2 separate regions of the Rattus norvegicus genome follow, and region 1 is linked to region 2. Evidence: chromatin contacts called from public Hi-C data. All regions are on one chromosome and are shown on one strand. Each heading gives the region's core, a stretch centred on a gene start, on an enhancer-like site or on the middle of the called end of the contact. The rest is flanking DNA. Distances are from core to core; before and after follow the strand shown. Region 1 has its middle 82 kb from the start of Spry4. Region 2 holds the start of Spry4 (sprouty RTK signaling antagonist 4).

Region 1 (2,700 bases), core at 143-2,642, 81 kb before region 2:
CCACACACACACACACACACACACTTACACAAGCAGCTTTGTTCCTATCTAAGTGTCCCTCTGATTGCATTGTGCTCATTCACTCAGGACTGCGCTGATTCTCAAGGCAGAGCCATGACAAAGGAAACTCAGCTTCCTATGGAGCTTCACATAGGCAGCCTTCACACAGGCATGGGTCTCTGTCACTGTATCCTCACCCCTACCAACTGTCACTAACTTTTAGAGTTCCTCCCCTACCAAACTCTTTGCGTGCCTTTGTCTGACAGACGTGCAGCCAAGTCTTTTTAAATCAGGGTATTTGCCTGGCCAGTATCCCAGGTTCTTTGCTATGCCCGGGTGATAGAAACGACTACAGACTGAGCTGGTAGCTGACTGGTTGTGTTTTCTATACTGCACATCTGTCAATTGTGCAGAGTGAATTTAGGCATCTAGATATGGATACCTACTTGGGAGGAAGGACTTGCGGGGAGAGCTCTGAGCCTGTGAAGATCCTGAAGCAGATGGTGCTGAGTTTAAAAAAACAAAAACAAAACAAGACCATAATATTATGGTCCACCTACGCTGCTAATCCTCACCCTCCCCCACACAGCTGTGAACACAAAAGTGGCTAAGAGTTCAGGGACCCCCAACTCACCTGCGGGAACCACGTGCAGGACAAAGCCCCTTTCTCAGCTGCCCTACTAACCTCCGTCCATCTCCTGAGTCACTTAAGAACTGTAATATATGTATGTATATATACATGCAGCTAATCAAAGCAGTTTACAAAAATTGTTAAAATTTTTAATTTTTAAAATTGACATTTATTCTTTCTCTGCGTGTGTGTGTGTGTGTGTGTGTGTGTGTGTGTGTGTGTGTGTGTGTGTTCATGCAGGGAACAACTTAAGCCTGTTCTCTCCTTCCACCATGGTGGGTCCCAGGGATCACACTCAGGCTGAGCTATCTCATTAGCACATAAAATATTTTTTAACTTCTAGTAGGTGCTAATACAGCCTTAAATTTTTTTCTCAGTCTTTTCATTCCAGCACTCAGGAGGAAAGGGAAGGTGGATTTCTATGAGTCCCAGGCCAGCCTAGACTACAGGGTAAGTTCCAGGCCCGTCAGAGACAGTGAGACCCTGTCTCAAAGCATTATTTTTTAAACCAGAGCTGAGTGTGATGGTGCCCACCTGTAACCCCAGCCCATGGGAAACAGAACTGCAGGATGGATTGCTTAAGGACAGCCTGGGTACACTGTGAGACAAAGGGCGTGACTGGCAGCCTCTCTGGCCTAGCCTTCCCCAAAAGCATACGCTGGCTGTAGTTTGGCTTTTTAGCACTTCCTCCTTCAATAGTACCGTGCTGTGTTCTGCATGGCTGGCTAATCTGACCGCCACAGCCTCTAACTGGGCCTCTAGCAACGTCTTCCCAAACCACGTAATGGGAAATAACACCAAGAGCAAAGCCCAGCCCCAGCGCAGGGCAGAGTTCAGAAGTGCAGAATCCAACCTGATTCAGACTCCCTTCCTTCAAGCCAACAATGAGGCTGTCATGGTGAGAGATAGTAAGGCGCTCTGGTGCATCATGGTCCAGTAGGGGAACAGGAATGCACATCTTTTAAAGAGCTAGAGCAGGGCAGAGGGGCTGGAGAGATGGCTCAGGGGTAAGGTATGTTTGTTGCTCTTACAGAGGTTTCAGGTTCAATTCCCGATGGTCACATGGTGGTTCATCAGGTTCTAGAAGATCTGACACCCTCTCCTGACCTCTGCAGGCACCAAGCACACACATGGTGTGCATATGTGTGTGTGTGTGTGTGTGTGTGTGTGTGTGTGTGTGTGTGTGTATGTAAGCAAAACACGGGTATGTAAAATGAATAAATCTAGCTGGGCCTGGCGGAGCACACCTTGGATCCTGGTACTTGGGAGGCAGAGGCAGACGGATCTCTGTTGAATTTGAGATCAGCATGTTTAGAAAGCAACTTCCAGGACAGCCAGGACTATTACACATAGAACTTTGTCTCAAAAAAAAAAAAAAACTGAAAAAAAAGAAAGGAAAAGAATAAGTCTAATAAAAATTTTAAATATAAATTAATCAATTTTAAAAATCTAGGGGAAAGAATTTTGAATGCTTTCAAATATAGACAGAGATAATTGTTTAATAAGATATTCTTAGCCTGATTTAAACAGTGGACAGGGTATATGAGTATGGAAATCTCTCATTACCACATAAATATATACTTTCCCTTGCTTACAGTGCTGAAAATCAAACACAGTCTTGAACTTGCTGGGCCACACTGAACTACAATCCCCAGCCCAGTGTGTGCAGTTTTTCTTGATATAAGCATCAGTTAAAAGGTAAATATAATTTTAAAAATAGAAAACAAATGAATGAATACATTTTTAAGAAAATAAAGAATGCCAAACACAGTGGAGCACACCTGTAATCCCAGCACTCATAAGGCAGTGGCAGATCTGATCTCGGTGAGTTCAAGGCCAGCCTGGTCTACAGAGTGAGTTCCAGGACAAAGAAAGACACTGTCTCAGTAAAGTAAAATAATAAAATAAGAAAGAAAAGCTAGACTCATACAAGGACCAGCCTGAAGATTAATGTGTCAACGGGAATTGATCTGGGAAAATGGTTGGGAAAGCTGAGAAGGATCTGGTGCTGGGATGTGGGGAGCCCTGACAGGTGGTACCTGAGGCTCCAAGTTCAAACAAACAAACAC
Region 2 (2,700 bases), core at 147-2,646:
TGTGATGGAGCCCAAGCCCCAGCCCCAGGCCAGACCTCACCAGTGGTCTGAGTCTTTCAATTGGTTCCTGTGACAACAGTCAAGCGCAGTGTTATGGTGGCGTAGGAGGAAAAGTCTTATAACCCATGAAGGCCAAACACCAGCAAGAGATATCTTGCCGGGGATTCAGACTGAGAACAAGCTCTTAAACTGCATCAAAGCCACCTCTACCCCAGGCTTCCCGGTTACTGGACGGCGCTGGGCCTGATGCTGGAGCGCCTGACTACAGGAGTCAGGCCTAATAGAGGGGCTTTTCTTTTCACCGGCTTGGGCTGCCACCCCCGCCCTATCCCCCAGCAAAGAAAGGCTCTCCGGCCATTTCCATTCCCTCTGTGGCTCAAGAGCCCTGTTATTTAATACCGTGGCCACCCGGGCAGCATCCTGCCGCGGCCTGCTCCACCCATCCACCTGGCCAATTCTCCCTATTCCTTTAGCCGAGCGAGGTGGGGAGAGCATTAGGGGAAACAGCCTTCTATAACAAAGGGGAGAGGGTCACAGGAATACAAAGGCCTGGAAAGACTGGAAGACTAGGACGCGAGTAGTGAAGGGGGCACCTAGCCAGGGCAGCAGAGAGCGGGCGGAAGCTCCGGGCATTGCGGACATTACACTGGGGCGGGGGGAGAGGCGGGGCGCTGAGAGGTGAGGGCCAGGCCTCTGGCTGAGTGGACAGAATCGCCCCGGGGGGTACTAGAGCCGGAAGAGGCCTCGGCCCAGATACTGTCCACACCCAAGAAATGGGAGGAGGAGTGGTCTGCACTTAGAAAGGGAGCCAGATTCACTCAGCAACCCCCACCCTGCCCTTCTTTGAAATAGACAAAGGACATTTTCTTAATTTTTGGCAAACGCGGCTGGAAGGTCCCTGCCCCCGACGTCCCCAGGCGCCACAGATCTTGAAAAGAGAAGGTTCCCCAGTAGGGGTCCTCTCGCTCCCCCTCCCCATCGCCTGAGGTGACAAGAGATACGCAAATCGAGGTGTGTCCTCCCCCACCCTGCGCTGAGCCCAAGATCTGGAGGCCGCAGCGCCCCCCACCCTCTAGTCACACTGACGGTTCCTGCCCAAGCCCGCAGTGGCGTGAAGGTGGCCTTTACCTCCTCTCGCAGGCTGGGAGGAGGGTACAACCCACGCAGCTAAACCAGCTGCTGCAGTCGCCGCCGCCCTCCATTCATTACAAAGGAAAAAAAAAAAAGGAACAACAACCTCCACCCCTCTTTGTAAAAGAACGTCGGCCCCAGGAGGAGCAACAGCCGGCCCCAGCAATCACGGGTTAAGCTCTTTTCCGGCCCCCCATTCATAAAAAAAGGAGCCTAGCGCATGCGCGTACGGGGTCGCTTGTGCCCACCCATTCATAGAATCGCGAGCGGCGCGCGTGCGCACTGGAGCTCGCTGCCCTCCCATTCATAAAAAAGCCATTTTCCCAGGCAAGGGTTGCAACATCGCCGCCGAGGCAGCGAGCTGAGCTGACAGCGCGGAGCTGGCGCTGCAGGACTCAGAGAGCCTTACCGGCTCCTCTGACTTGGCGTCTGTGAGTACAACGGCGACTGACCCACTCTGGTTCGGGGATTTACACAGACGTGGAGCGATGCTTGTGACTCTGCAGCTCCTCAAAGTAAGTCCACAACCGGTTTGGGGAACCAAAAGTACCCCCTCGATGCCGTGACGCGGCTCCCCTCGGGCTGGGGCCAATGGTGCACTATTTCGATCCCCTTTGGTGTCCCTTCCCTCGGCGTGCGCCTCCTCGGGTCCCTTGCGGTACACCGCAGCTACCAGGCGCGCCCGGCCGGCACGGAGCTGGGGGTGTTCACAGCCTGGCACTGCCGTTTTCGACCCCGGGCATTGCCAAGCCCGGCTTCCGCGCCCTGTGCGACTCTGGAAGCCCTGTGCGTGTCAGGGGAGTTTGCCTCTGGCCTGGCCTCTTCTACCACCACTCTCCTTGAGCGCTGGAACCCGCAGCCCCGGGCTCGCTCTGGAGCGACCGCTTGGGACTGGGGGGCGCCCTAGGTTTGGGCGACTCGCCCACCCCCGGGCTTCGTGCCCACGGTGCCAGCTCTCTCGTGGGTCTTCCCAGCCCGCCTCAGCGGCCTATGCTCGACGTAGCTTTTTCTTTCTTGGTTCCGAGCCGTGGTGGACAAGGTTTCCTATCCTTATGCTTTCCTACTGGATGGTCAGCGTGGGGCCGGCCAAGGACTGAGGTTTTCTGCTCCCTCTCCTTGGCGAGGAGGTTCCAGGCCGTCTGACCTTTGCTCGGCTGCCTCATTTTATGCTGTACAACTGCCTTGTTTCGCTCCTTCTGGGCCTGAGGCTCTTTAGCCACCCGGTGCCCCCCTATCCTCAGACATCGATCTTTGCCAAGCCCCAGGGCCCCTGGGCCTCTCGCTAAGGCTGTGGTGGGGGCTGAAGGTGCGTTTACATAACGCCGGGCGTGTGGGAGCTGGAGGAAGAGGTTGCGTGCGTAGGAGAGATAAGGTGCCCACTTTCCCTCCTTGTTGGTACCAGACTTGACAACACCGAGAATAGAGGATAAAGACGGTATGTTCTGAAAAATTCGGAGTCGCCAGGGCCACGGGGGCATTGAGGAGGGTAAGGGGGAGGACGGGCTTGGCCAACCCCGGCAGCTGGAGCTTGGCTTCATCACTGGGGCCACGGCTGTGCCCAACTCTCTC

Evidence for each region. Hi-C and Micro-C count contacts between places; a contact is called where the count stands out from the background.
Region 1: a contact with region 2 is called in a Hi-C map of kidney, with 2.7 times the contacts expected there. The contact joins the enhancer-like site here to the promoter of Spry4 in region 2. A contact is called at or near these places in 3 of 12 Hi-C or Micro-C datasets (kidney and liver).

What each region holds. Positions count from the first base shown.
Region 1 is chr18:30,782,698-30,785,397 of GRCr8, reverse strand. It overlaps a transcript of Arhgap26 not described here. Among named protein-coding and RNA genes, the nearest start is that of Spry4, 82 kb to the right of the region's middle. Within about 2 kb of position 1,392, at least 7 of the 93 cell types and tissues checked have an H3K27ac peak or open chromatin away from gene starts, as enhancers often do. A contact at or near this core is called in kidney and liver, where this site is marked.
Region 2 is chr18:30,701,242-30,703,941 of GRCr8, reverse strand. It overlaps Spry4 (sprouty RTK signaling antagonist 4), which reads left to right and starts at 1,396. Exons shown (of 2, transcript NM_001106150.1): 1 at 1,396-1,646. It also overlaps a transcript of Arhgap26 not described here.